Linked DNA regions of Sus scrofa: region 2 is linked to region 1. Evidence: chromatin contacts called from public HiChIP or PLAC-seq data. All regions are on one chromosome and are shown on one strand. Each heading gives the region's core, a stretch centred on a gene start, on an enhancer-like site or on the middle of the called end of the contact. The rest is flanking DNA. Distances are from core to core; before and after follow the strand shown.

What was found. HiChIP or PLAC-seq counts read pairs in DNA pulled down with a chosen protein or histone mark.
Region 2: an H3K27ac HiChIP or PLAC-seq map of alveolar macrophages shows a contact between it and region 1. The contact joins two enhancer-like sites. A contact is called at or near these places in 4 of 47 Hi-C or Micro-C datasets (embryonic fibroblasts, epiblast stem cells, omental adipose tissue and 1 more) and 1 of 2 datasets of contacts at active chromatin or transcription factors (alveolar macrophages).

Annotation. Positions count from the first base shown.
Region 1 is chr14:36,122,800-36,130,172 of Sscrofa11.1, forward strand. All of the region lies in intron 2 of MED13L (mediator of RNA polymerase II transcription subunit 13-like), which reads left to right. Among named protein-coding and RNA genes, the nearest start is that of MED13L, 65 kb to the left of the region's middle. Within about 2 kb of position 3,617, at least 15 of the 83 cell types and tissues checked have an H3K27ac peak or open chromatin away from gene starts, as enhancers often do. A contact at or near this core is called in alveolar macrophages, where this site is marked.
Region 2 is chr14:36,213,050-36,219,871 of Sscrofa11.1, forward strand. All of the region lies in intron 2 of MED13L (mediator of RNA polymerase II transcription subunit 13-like), which reads left to right. Among named protein-coding and RNA genes, the nearest start is that of MED13L, 150 kb to the left of the region's middle. Within about 2 kb of position 1,287, at least 18 of the 83 cell types and tissues checked have an H3K27ac peak or open chromatin away from gene starts, as enhancers often do. A contact at or near this core is called in alveolar macrophages, where this site is marked.

The DNA of each region.
Region 1 (7,373 bases), core at 2,367-4,866:
AAAAATTACTTAGGAAGTTCCCATTGTGGCATAGTGGAAATGAATCCGACTAGTATCATGAGGATGCGGGTTGGATCCCTGGCTTTGCTCTGTGGGTTGTGGTTGTAACGACAATCTAGTGTTGCTGTGAGCTGTGGCGTAGGTTGCAGACGTGGCTCGGATCTGGTGTTGATGTGGCTGTGGTGCAGGCTGGCATCTGTACCTCTGATTTGACCCCTAGCCTGGGAACTTCCATATGCTGTGGGCGTGGCCCTAAAAAGCAAAAATAATTAAAAAGTAAATAAATAAATAATTGCTTTGTTATTTATCTTTTGTTTATCTTTTCCTCCATCCCAAGATTGTCTTTCCATGTTGCCTACTTAATGACAAAAGACAGATGCTTATAAAAACTTGGCTTCTCTTTCTGGGCTTGTGCCTCTTGTCCACAAAGATAGTTATTTTCATCTAGGTAGTTAGGTGCCCAAGCAACTTATTAGTCATACTCATGTGTTGCACTATCTTTGTTGGGCAGTGATAACCTTCAGAGGGTGAGAGCAGATATTTCAACCCAAGTGAGTATGGTCTTCAACTAATATTCTATAAGGCTAAGACTTTACAAGTTATCAGTTTTGTCAAAAATGTCGAAATATTAAAACTTTCTTTAAGTGTAAGACAAGTGGATTTTGCCCAGTCTTTTGTCCATAATATCAACTTTGTTGTCATATATTATTATGACATGTTTTTATGTATTACATATACCAGATCTCCTTGTTAGTCAGACACATCTTTGTTGGGGATTTTCAATGTCAGATCAAGTGTGGTAATAGTGCATTAGTTTTTGCTACAATTACTGTCTCTCACACCACCGAATTTCTCTTGACCAGCTGTATCACATACATTGACTAGAATGTTTGTTGAGTAGAGAACACAAGAGAATGGATTCAGTAGTCAGCATGGCTGTATGCTTCTTACATTGACCAGTAAAGTGACCTTTCATAATTTTCCCCTGGTATTTTCCCCACCAGTCAGAATATGTTTAAACTAAACTTGGTGTTCTTAAGCAGCCTTCGTCACTGTATTTACTTTTTCCAGTTGCTTTAAGACCTTTACATAGTTTCTTCCAGAAGCATCTCTGTCCCCTTCTTTCCTGAGCCAACCATTGACTCTTAAAGATGCTTAGATGCTGGTAGGAGTGATTATCACCAATATTACTGCACTTTATCATATACTGTAATGGCCGTATAGATAAAGTGCTCTCGGAATTTGGAAGAGAAATGACCTGTAGTTACCAGGATAAAGCAAGTCTTATGAAGTAAGTGGCATTTAAAGTGACACTTCAGAGAGTTGGTTTGGAATACACGACTTTCAGGTACAAGAGGAAGAAAAGGTAATCTAGTAAAAGTGATGAACCCAGGGCAAAGGCATAGTAGAGTCATTGGTCATAGCTAGTATTTCAGCTTGGCTATTGAATAGTGGGTTAAGGCGTTACCACCATTCACTAGACCATTAGCAGGGTCTCTTCAGAGTCTGGAACAGTTAGAAGGATTAATCTGGGTTGTAATAGGTCAAATAAATTGGAGCAGGGAAGTTGGCGGCAAGGAGACATGGAGAGTTTCTTCCATCATTCCTGGTGAAATACGAGGGACACTAAATAGCCGTTTTGTATAATTTTAGTCACATCTGGTGTTTTAATTCTTTAATGTTGAATTTCATGTGAGTTTAATTTATTGGTATTAAAATTAATCAACCTGAAGTATAGAGAAAGAAGCTGGATCCATAATTTATCTATTAAACATACATTGAACAATTATTCTTTCTTAAATACTGTGTTAGGCTTTGTGAATCTAAAATTAAAAAATATAGGAGTTTCCGTTGTGGCCTAGTGGGTTACGAACCTGTCTAGTATCCACGAGGATGCAGGTTCAATTCCTGGCCTTTCTCAGTGAGTTAAGGATCCGGTGTTGCCATGAGCTGTGGTGTAGGTTGCAAATGTGGCTCGGATCCTGCGTGGCTGTGGTATAGGCCAGCAGGTGCAGCTCCGGTTTAACCCCTGGCCTGGGAAATTACATGTGCCATAGGTGCGGCCCTAAAAAGCAAAAAAAAAAAAAAAAAAAAAAAAATCAAGAATTATATGATCCCACTTTTTATTTTTATATTTTATTTATTTATTTATTTGCTTTTCAGGGCCACACTCGCAGCATATGGAAGTTCCCAGGCTAAGGGTCGATTTGGAGCTGTAGCCACTGGCCTACACCCCTGCCACAACAATGTAGGATCCAGGCTGCCTCTCCCGCCTACACTACAGCTCACAGCAATGCTGGATCCTTAACCCACTGAGCGAAGACAGGGATCAAACCTGCAACCTCATGGTTACTAGTCAGATTCGTTTCTGCTGTGCCGCAATGGGAGCTCTTATCCCACCACCTTAGGTTTTTGTATTTTAACAGGATAGGATAAGTTGAATTGAATTGAGGCTGAGTAACTCCATGTGTTCAGGACTTATAGAATATGTGGTAGAGGAGGTGACTGGGTAAGAGAGGATAGTTGAAGCCAGAAGGATAGGTAGGAATCAGATTGTGTAAGGCTTTATTCTGTAGACAGTGGACCAAGCCTTTGAAAGGTATATGGAATGTGTGGTGATAGATTTCTCTGAGACTGCCGAGAAAAATAGCCTGTAAATATGCTTCTGTCACTTTTGAAAGAAAGATATTAAGAGAATATTCATGTAAAGAAGGTATTGATTATCATTTAGACAACTTCATTTGTAGGTGAAAAAGAACAAAGATCATATTATAATGTTAGATTATTGAGCATGACTAAAGCAGAAATAAAATATTTAAACCACCCCTCCCCCAAAACATTTTTATTGGAACATTTAAAGAATTAACCTATTATTAGTTGTTTGTACATATATAATGATATCCTTTGCAATTTTTCTGTAGATTTTAATAACTTGTAAAATCGAAAGTTCCTCCAAAACAGGAGTTCTCACTGTGGCTCAGCAGGTTTAGAACTAGACATTGTATCCGTGATGATGTAAGTTTGATCCCTGGCCTTGTGCAGTGGGTTAAGGATCTCGTGTTGCTGCAGGCTGCCATGTAAGTCATAGACGCAGCTTGGATCCAGTTTTGCTGTGGCTGTGGGGTAGTGCAGATCTAATCAAATGTACTTTCTGGCCACTGTATAGAAATTATAGTGTTAGATCAAATTTTTTGTTGTGGATTGGGTTATTTTATTTACTTTTGTGGATGTTGAGTGAAGTGATTTTGAGTCAGCCATTTTTATTCATTCCTCCTAAGTTGTTTAAGGGAGACCAAGAGAAGGAAGCTCTTACTTTGTTTTCTGTAGATATTGCTGGTTCCTAAATAGGGAGAAGTTTTAGTGTTACTTATATTAAATCTAAATTTGGGATGGATATAAATCTAGTGTTGAAATTTTGATTTGGGGTTAATTTGGTTTTTACAGTTATTTTGAAAATATTTGCTTCAGTTTCACATCTTTGTAATAGGTATTGAAAAACTTTTTCCTTTTCTTTTTCTCCTTTTAAAAAACCTTTTGACAGTCTAAGGGAAGATAGATGGTTTCTTAGTAAGTAATTCCAGTTTCATTAAATGGCTCTTGACTCTCAGAACTGAGTTATTGCATAACAAGATGAGTCAGATGGGAAAGAAACAGTTTAGTTTCATTGTTGTTGTTACCATGACTGCAACAAATTGGCAGGAGAATATTATATTTTGTAGTTGTTATTTAACCTGACCTGTTGATTAAAAAAGAGTTTCAGAACTTTGTATCCAGTCGAGTTGTTTATATCACTAAGGAATCCTACATTTTACTCTGTGACTTGATTGCACTTTTAAAGGTAACTCAGGTTTTGTTTTGTTTTGTTTTGTTTTTTTCCTTTTTCCCCTTAAGGCGCGTGTTTTGTGTGGTAGAGTTACTGAGAGAATCTATAGGAGATGGATGTAATGCTTTATTTCCTAGGTATAAACTTTAAATTCTGAGCTTAAGAACACTTCTTGTTTTTTCTACTTACAACTAAATTTAGTCTTAGCCAGAAATAATGCCCTTTAAAATAAAAGTATCTCTTATTTGGTAGTGATCATTATATGCAAGTAATCAGAAGCATCAAATTTAGGAATTTGGGGGAATAAATTGCAAAATGTTGGGGGGAATAAGTAACTTGCTCTCCAGGAGAAACTTGCAGACGTGGTTTTATTTTATTTTGTCTTTTTTGGGGGGGGGGGGCAACACCTGAAGCATGTGGAAGTTCCTAGGCTAGAGGTCTAAATTGAGCTGCAGCTGCTGGCCTACATCCTAGCCATAGCCACCACGCAAGATCCAAACTGTGTCTGTGATCTACATCACAGCTTGTAGCAATGCCAGATCCTTAACCCACTGAGCGGCTCCAGGAATCAAACCCGTGCCCTCATGGATACTAGTTGGGTTTGTTCCTGCTGAGCCACAACAGGAACTCCTACTGTTTATTTTTTAATTCCAAAATATTTGCCCTTCCATACTTGTTTTTGCCATTGATTTAGAAGCAAAGGTAAAAACTCCTGGTTTTTTATACAGCTGAGAGGTCTCCCCTACCCCTTCCGCTTCCTTTCCTATCCCTCTCTTAGTACATTGGTCCCTATATTCTTGTGAAGGGGAAATAGTGGGAAAGGAATGTGCTTAGTTTATTGAAGGAGAGTAAAAACAGTTTTAAACTGTAGAAGTTCATGAGACCATGCAAGTTATGGAAACAGTAGGCTTTATACTTAACTTATAAAGTGATTTTTCTTCCATTTGTTTTTAGATGCCAGTATTGAGACTATAATTGACAATGGTAGTTGCTTTTTTCTTTTTAGGATAGCCATCTCTGATTGCTATAGCAGCTTCCCAGAAGACAGTCTATAGGACCTAATGCCAGCAAGGAGTTGCCTTGAGCACTACTCTTGACTTTCTGGGATTTTAGTTTCAGAAGGAAGGTGATAATGTATGTTATAATCCTCCTAGTGTCCTCTCTGCTGTAGTTTTGTTGTCTGTAAGGATTATTTATTTTAAGGAATCACTTGAGATTCCTGGTATTATATAAAGCGTTTTTTTTTTTTTTCAAATAATTTGATTATTAGGGCAGAACTTTTTTTTTTTAATGGCAGCACATATTTGATTTTATTTTCTGTTACATATGCCCAGGCTATAGGTTAAAGTTTTGTGTGTGTATTTTTGTTTTTTTGTTTTGGCTTAATGAGCTGCGGGAGATAAAGTTTGAATGTCATATTAGGTTTGGAGAAGTAAATTTTACTTAACATGCTTCATGTGTACTATGTTTATGGAATAATTTTGACTATCTGCAATTATTTGATCTTTAAAAAAAACCTTTCTAGTAGAAAGGCCTAGTTATAAGAGCGTAGAATATTTGGATGAAAAGACCAGAGAAAATTGTGGGATTAGATTCTCTGATACTCACAGGTTTTAATGATTTCACGTGAGAGAATCTATTATTCTTGAGTTACATTTCTTCAAACAGGGAAATAGTAATAGTATCAATTTTAATCATTTATAAAAATCAAAGTCATTATTAAACAATTAGCAATCTAATATCATGGGTTTCTAAGAGCACTTTTGCAAACTTTAACATTTTAATTACAGAGGTATAATATGATTGTCTAGTAGATTTGGCTTCCTCAGAGAAAATTTTATATATACACTTAAGCATTTTGAAAAAGGTGGTTTTCATTATTTCAACTTATTTCAGTAGTTATTTATTGAACTACTATAGTTCTGTTCTTATGTTGCTTTATAATGTTCTTAAGAATATGTCATAATACTCTTAGAAAATGCTACCTAATAGAGCCATGTATAACAGTTTTAAATGGAGTATCATGAAAGATAAAAGGGTACAATACGATACAGGTAGTAGTATAATTGAGAAGGAAACTTTTTTTTTTTTGTCTTTTTGCCTTTTCTAGGGCCACTCCTGCGGAATATGGAGGTTCCCAGGCTAGGGGTCGAATCGGAGCTGTAGCTGCCAGCCTACGCCAGAGCCACAGCAACGCGGGATCCGAGCCGCGTCTGCAGCCTACACCATAGCTCACAGCAACACCGGATCCTTAACCTGAGCAAGGCCAGGGATTGAACCTGCATCCTCATGGTTCCTAGTCCGATTCGTTAACTATACTGCGCCACGATAGGAACTCCGAGAAGGAAACTTTTTAAACCAGGCATGTAGTGATTGGCAGTTTGGGACCTGTGATGAGTAGGTATTTTTATTTTTGAAAAGGTTTAAATGAAGAAAAAGCTTGGAACTTTCTAGGGTTTTTTTTTGTTTGTTTTCTTTTTGTTACGTTTTGTTTTTGGCCTGCACCTGTGGCCTGTGGAAGTTCCTGGGCTAGGGATCAAACCTATACCACAGCTGCAGCAATGCTAGATCCTTAACTGCTGTGCCACATGGGAGCTTCCTAGATTTATTTTCATATTCTGTTCTATCATTTCTTTTTTTTCTCGTTTATCATAAAAATTATTTTTAACTCCAAAATTCAGCTGTCTTGAAGTATAAATAAAGCAAATTCAGGGTATGCCTTTCAGTAAAAGGAGTCTGTATGGCTGAAACAGAGAGATACATTTAAGAAAAGTTTTTTTGTTTTTTTTTTTTCTGAGTTTATGCCTTTCAAAGTCAATCAGCCACCTTTCTACCTTAAAGGTACATTTTGTCAGTAAAACTAAGTTCAACAGTAGAATATTATATTACTCACTTTGACTCTAGAGTTGTATTCTTCAGCATGGTAGCCGTTTATTAATAAACGTGTGACTATTTATTTAAATTTAAATCAATTAAAATGAAATAAAATGAAAAACTCAGATGCTCAATCACATGACACATTTCAGGTGCTCAGTTGCCACACATGGCTACCCTGTTAGTGGAGTTACAAAAACTTTCCATCACTACAGAAAGTTTGGTTGGCAATGCTGCTCTGGGCGGTACAACCAACAGTAGTTGGAAATAGTAAAAAGGCTATTTTTGACACCATTTTAAGGAAGAGACACTAAAATGTTCTAACAGAAGACCATTGAGCAGGAATGTGGTAGAAAGTTTTCTTTATCTGGGAGCTTAATAAAGGTGTCCTGAAGTTTTCCCAAGTCCTCCCTTGGCGCCTTCCTCTTTTCTTCTGTCCCCCTCTTCTTTCCTCCTTCCTTCCTTTTTGAGATAGTGGTGAAATTATTTATTATGTAGGAAATTATTTTTCTTGATAGTTTTCCTTGGCTTTTCAAGTTGACAGCTGCAGGTGGTAAACCTAAGAGTGCTTATCAGTGTCTACTTTTTGTGTGATTTATCTTGACCTCCTCATGAGCTTTTATTTATAAATACCACTTCACTTCCATTAGCTTTGAGTTTTCTTTATTCATGATCT
Region 2 (6,822 bases), core at 37-2,536, 88 kb after region 1:
AAATGCTCAAGTATTTTGCTATTTTACAAAAACTCATTTGCTCTACATAACCTTTCTTTTTTTTTTAAAGCTATTTTTAGGAAGTTTAGCTAAGTGTAATGAACCAGACTTTTTCATTTATTTGCTCACTTTTGGTTCTTTTAACAGATGTTCACATGTACAAATATTTTTGGTAGTTTTGTGGCACATTCTTGCTATAAAATAGAGTAGTGCCATAGAAAGCTTAAAAAGAGACTGTCTTTTTAAAAATGTTTAATTATACAGTCTGCTAACCTTGAAAACATATTTTCTCATATTTTGGGTTAACATATATAAGCTTTAATCTTTCAGTTCCTGGCTAACATATTTTTTTTCCTGTCAACTACTGAACTCCCCATAAACAATAACCCAGCAACATATATTCATGAGTCCACAAAAGACAGCAGTTGTTGGGTATGTGGAGAAGTATCTCACTTTTCAAAATCCTGTAGGAAAATTGACTTTACATGTTGTCAGTATAATGTGGCTTATGACTTTTTCAGTTAAAATTGAGTCTTTCATATTTATAATTTGAACCTTTGCTTGGGTACAGTGATTGATGGAAGGTAGGGTAATATAAAATAATTCTTCTATATTCCTGTTTTTAATCAACATTCTGTTTTTTGCTTTTAGTTTGAAAAAAAAGCCAGTGTTCTGTTTTGGCCTGGCATTTTATGTAAAAGAGGATAAATTATTTTGTCGTGAAAGTAAGATAATGGAAAAAAGAAGGGAATGAGTATTAATGTTCAATTTTGTGTCCTATGGTGAAAGGAGTGGAAATAAAGAGGTCAGTAATAATTACAAATAAAATGACCGAAGAAATTCTGTAATTTTTACCTGTAAAGAATTGGGTAGATAGAACAAGACTGCTTAATAAGGGCCTGTTCTATTTGTCATAGACTGAGTAGCTTAAATACAAGCCAGGGTACCCAAGAAGTCTCAAGGATAGGGCACTGTGCCTGGTCTAAGAAACCTTTGTGTATGAACTCATCATAGCAGTCATCCCTCCTCTCTCTCTCTTTCTCTCTGATGTTATTTTTCCTACATTTGCTATTTTAACCTGTCAGTTAGGAAATAATTACTATGTCAGTATAGCTGGCGGCTTATATAGGAAAAATATGCTGTCGCTTAATCAAAGGTGATTATAGTTTTTTCCTGTCTATAAATGTGCTTGTTGTGTAACGAGAATGCATTAGTCTCAGCCTGATGTACGAAATGAAAGGCAGCAAGAAGCAGCACCATTGTTATCACTCCAGGCGTGTCTAATGAATCGTGTTTCCATGTTCTCTCGGTCACGCCGTAGAGTGCCCTCCGCCAGGGCTAAGCCTCCTGTAAAATGCTCTTTAAGATTATTGTAGCAAGAACAGAAATGCTGGATGGGTGGGGGTGGGGAGAGAATGCCAACTAGACAGCTGCATTTCAAACAGTTACAGCTGCAAGGATTACTCACTGTAATAGCAGTGACAGACAACTGTTTGAGCTTTAGTGTAAAAGGCAATTTGGGGACTTGCCCTGTCAGAATCTGGTGTGTGTGTGTCGGGGGCGCGCGGGGGGGGGGGGGGTTGGAGAATCAGGTTCTGTCTGATGAGGTGAAGGAAATATTTTTAATTTTTACTGCTCAATTGTGCTACTGTTGAAATCAATAGTTGAGTCATCTTGATTACAGTCATTGTCTTAGAGGAAGTTTATAAAATGTTTGTTTTGTAATATTGACAGATTTAAATATAAACATTCTAACTGAATCACATATCTGGTTTTCCTCTTTCTTTCTTTTTTTTTTTTTTTTTTTTTTGGTCTTTTCTAGGGCTTCACCCTCAGCATATGGAGGGTTCCAGGTTAGGGGTCTAATCAGAGCTGTAGTCACCAGCCTACGCCAGAGCCACAGGAACTCGGGATCCAAGCCTCGTCTGCGACCTACACCACAGCTCATGGCAACACCAGATCCTTAACCCACTGAGCAAGGCTAGGGATCGAACCCTCAACCTCATAGTTCTTAGTTGGATTCATTAACCACTGAGCCACGACAGGAATTCCTGGTTTTCCTCTTTCAAAATTTAATTTTATCTTGTGATTCCTATCCTTGATCATTCTTGTAATTTATGAGCAAATATTTTTTTAAAGCATGTGGCTGTTTAGTAAATAATAGCCATTAAAAGCATATATTTAAATATGATGTGTCTTTCAAAAAGTAAAGCATGTTCATTAAAGAAAATTTCTAACATGCACAAAGAGGTAAAGAAGAAAATAATAGTCATTCAGCAACCAAAGATAAGTTTATTTTGATGGCTGCCCTAGGCCTTTATTTATGTGTATTTTATCTTTTGTCTTTTTTTTTTTTTTGTCTTTTTGCTGCTGTTGTTGTTGTTGTTGTTGCTATTTCTTGGGCCGCTCCCGCGGCATATGGAGGTTCCCAGGCTCGGGGTTGAATCGGAGCTGTAGCCAACGGCCTACGCCAGAGCCACAGCAACGCGGGATCCGAGCCGCGTCTGCAACCTGCACCACAGCTCACGGCAACGCCGGATCGTTAACCCACTGAGCAAGGGCAGGGACCGAACCCGCCACCTGATGGTTCCTAGTCGGATTCGTTAACCACTGCGCCACGACGGGAACTCCCTGTTTATGTGTATTTTATAACAAAATTTAGAGCATATCATTAGCTTGAAAGGTAAACAAAGTTATAATCTTTGAAAGGAATAGCAAATGAGGGCAAGTTTAGTTCTAAGAAGTCAGTTAAACGCATTGTACACAATTTCTTTTTCACGGTGTAGCTATTAAAGTAACATTGTGGCCTGTTTTCTCTATAGCAATTGTCTTTTGAAGATCTTGTTCAGTTTATCTAGAAATTTAGTTTTTTAGTCTCCTGCAATTTAAAATGTAGTGGCTTTACATGGAGTCCTGTGATCCATTGAAATGCTAACTTGGGTCATGTCTCAACTGCTACAGTGCTGTGTAGAAACCATCATTAAAATTCTGGTTATCTTGAAACTGGCAGAGAACTCATGCTGTTAGAGATTCCTTATTTAGACATTATACTGTTAAAATTTTGAGTCACAACTGTGTTTCTGTCTGAATATTGTCAGTGCTCGTAATCATAGAAAGTGGCAAATAGGTTGAAACAAATGGAGCATTTTGCTACATATCTTCTATCCCTAACTCTTATGTGATTGAGGAATCGACAATGGGAAAGTTAAAATCCATTTCAACATGGATTTGTTAGGTGACAGCAAATATTCTAAACCCATGAGCGACTCAAGGAAATCAGAGCTCTAAGTGGGTTGAATTTGATATGTAAGTATTAAGTCCATTTAGTTATTAATGACTTCAAATATAGATTTTACAAGGCAGTCGATGGCAGCATAACTGTGATCAATCAATATTGTTGTATGTAATTGGATTTTTAATGGGTATAATGCTATAATTCAGAATTAATGTAGCATTATACTATTTTATTACTCAATTTTTTGTAAGTCAATTTTAAGAAGAAACTGTGAATCAACTATATTCCAATTGAAAAAAGGAAAAGCTTCGATATGTCAAAATTCTGTAAAGTATTTCATTTGTCGTAGTCCTTAAAATTAAATTGATAATTAATGTTATTATTTTTGCTTAGTGCAACTCCTAGGTGATAGATTTAATAGTTAGAAAATAACCAATCTGGAGTTCCCATCCTGGCACAGTGGAAATGAATCCAACTGGGAACCATGAGGTTGTGGGTTCAATCCCTGGCCCTTGCTCAGTGGGTTAAGGATCCATTGTTTCCCTGAGCTGCAGTGTAGGTCGCAGATGCAGCTCGGAGCCAGTGTTGCTGTGGCTGGCAGCTGTAGCTCCAATTCAACCTCCAGCCTAGGAACTTTCATATGCCGTGGATGCGGCCCTAAAAAGCAAAAAATAAAATGAACAAACAAAAAAACCCCACAATCTAGTGGGCTTTATATATTGCAGATAAACATTGAACACAAAGGCAGTGCGGAAAATTATAAATCCTGAATTGAGAGCTGCATTATCTTTAGCAGTTTGTCATTGAAATCTAACTGGAAAATAATCTTCTTATTTCATGTGCCTTGCTTTAATCTCCTTGTATTTCTAGAGTTTGGAGCACAATTTGATTTTCAGTAATTTTAATGTCTGAATAAGGAGTGTCATCCCTGAAAGTGTCCCTCCACCCCCTCCAATATTTGCAGTGGCCAATGTGGTTACTGAACTCAATGTTCTGGATAATAGGTTTCATTAGTTTTGATGCCTGAGGTTAAAAAGCGGTAGGTGGGAGGAAGAAGTGTTTTTGATGTTGAGACGTTCATTTCAGCTGTTGCTGCAATATGATACATTAAAAGGAAATATGTATCATAGCTCAGAGGAAATATGTATTCTTTGAAAGTAATTCTACTTTTAAACTGTCTAAGGCATGGTGACCTGAATTTTAAAAGCATGAGCTTGAATTTCTTCAAGGTTTCACAATCTTTATGCTCCTCCCTACCCTGTTCCATTCGCCCTCCTCCCATTTTTTTCCCCTTCAAGTAAAGTATGTCAGTTTCATTTGTCGAATTGGAAGAGATATCTTTCCATGATCTCTGCTGGGAAACACAAAATCATTGAAGAATATGCTGCTTTGATATTTTGCCATATTGACTTTTTTTCCTGAACCTTTTGTATGATTTTTCTTTCAAAGAAACTTATTAATTCTGCAAGGAGCCATGTTTCGCAAAGTTGAAAGAAGTTGTATTACAATTTGTGGCGATTTTGAAAAATTATTTGGGCACTAAGCAGTAATTATTGCTATTTAAATTTTCCTTTCTAAAACACTGTCTCTCTGCTAAAAGAAAAACATTTATACAGTACTTTTGCAGTTTACATATTTGATTATGAGGATTGCTGTATTAAAAAGAGTTGAATAACAGGCATTTAAACAGGTTCTGATTATAGCTTTTGTAATTTAAGTGAATAGTTTTTCTTTGTAAGTATGCTGCTGTGGTAGTACTTAGTTTAATTTTTCAGTTTCAATCTGGCTGTTATAATAGAGCACATCATATCAAGAGAATTTTTTGGTCTTTTTAGGGCTGTACCCTTGACATATATGGAAGATCCCAGGCTGGGGCCGAATTGGAGCTGTAGCTCCTGGCCTACACCACAGCCATAGCAATGCCAGATCCAAGCCAGGTCTGTGACCTGCACCATAGCTCAAGGCAACAGGGGATCTTTAACCCACTGAGCAAGGCCAGGGATAGAGCTGGTGTCCTTATGGGTGCTAGTTGGGCTTGTTAGTGCTGAGCCACAACGGGAACTCCTCAAGAGAATGTTTTAATTTAGGAGTTTATTTTGGTTGAGTTTTACCAGTCATTTGTCAGTAAATAGATTTCAGTTCTCTTTGTGCTTTTATTTCCTGAGACTGTTACCAAAGTTTTAGAAAAAGTCTCGCATTATACTAAGTAAACTCTATACTTGTTGCTAATTTAAGGAGTTAATAAGCACTTAAGTTGAAACTTGAAAGATCAAAAGAATTAGAAAGGCTTTTTTTTTTTTTTTTTTTTTTTTTTTTTTAAATGGTAGAGAAAGTATGCCCTGGGGAGATGATAGGTTTCATAAAGATAGGACCCTGCACCTGCTGGCCTTCTTGTCAGACTTCTTGGCAGTTGCTTTTCCTCTCAGTTCACCTTGGAAGGGAGAGAGAATTTAGTATCAAATTCACCTCATGTCATTTATAGAAAACTTAACCTAGACTAACTACCTTCTGGTTTACTAACCTCCCCTCCAAAAAAAGAATACTTTCTGAAGACTCTCACTATAAGGCAAATGAAGTGTTGGTTTAAATTTTTCCTTGGGAAGAGAGTGTATCAGATAAATTAGTTTAGGAAGGTATTCTGTGATTTTCCTTGACTTTACCATGAGTTATACAAATAGATTGCAGAAGCAATTTCAATTTAGTTTAACCTTTGAAAAGGTTCCTTGCAGCTATTTAAGAAAACATTAATTTAAGGTGCAAATTGTGGATTCAAGGGGAAATTTAACTTAAGTATTGAAGGTTGCCTTACTAGCCAGTAGTAAGAATAAAAGAGGGGGTGGGGTAGGTTAACCACACAAACCTTATGGAGAAGCGTGGTGTAATGGAAAGAGCGTGGTGTAATGGAAAGAGCGTGGCCGATAGAGTCAGAAAATGTGGCTTTGAATCCCATCTTTGCTACTAATCCTCTTTACTAGATATTAGGAGATTTTAGATTGAAGCTAATTCCAATGAAATTTGAAAGCTCTGTGCACACATAATAACAAGTCAATTCAAAACGTTTAGGAATATCTGAAATGTCCTAGTCAGTGCAGTTATGAAAATAAATTGCTTCCCTTTGAGGAGGTTAATTAATGGAATAATTATATACTTTGTATTTTATAAAAGTAAATATAAAATACATTTCATCCTGCCAGCTGTTGCATATAGTTACATTTAATGATTTTTTAATTTATTATGTGACCTTGGGCAAGTTTAAGATTTTTAAGCCTTAGTTATAAAGCAAATTTTTATAAAGTGAAGATTAGAATAAACTGTATTGGTCATAATTCTTAGTCCAAATGAAGAAAAGGGTTTGATTATAAGAGTATTGAATGTTCACTTTTAGGGTCAGTGCTGTAGATTTGGTTTGATCAGAAAATTGGTTCTATCACCACCAAACACCACCTCTGCTTCTTTAACATCAGGAAACTTGATCTTGCAGCCTGTTTTCAGTCCTCTCAGAAAGGCCTCTCCATGAACTCCCTTTTGTGTCTCTAGATCCAGAGTCAAAAATGTGGTGTAGGAGTAGAGTTTGGGATATATATTTA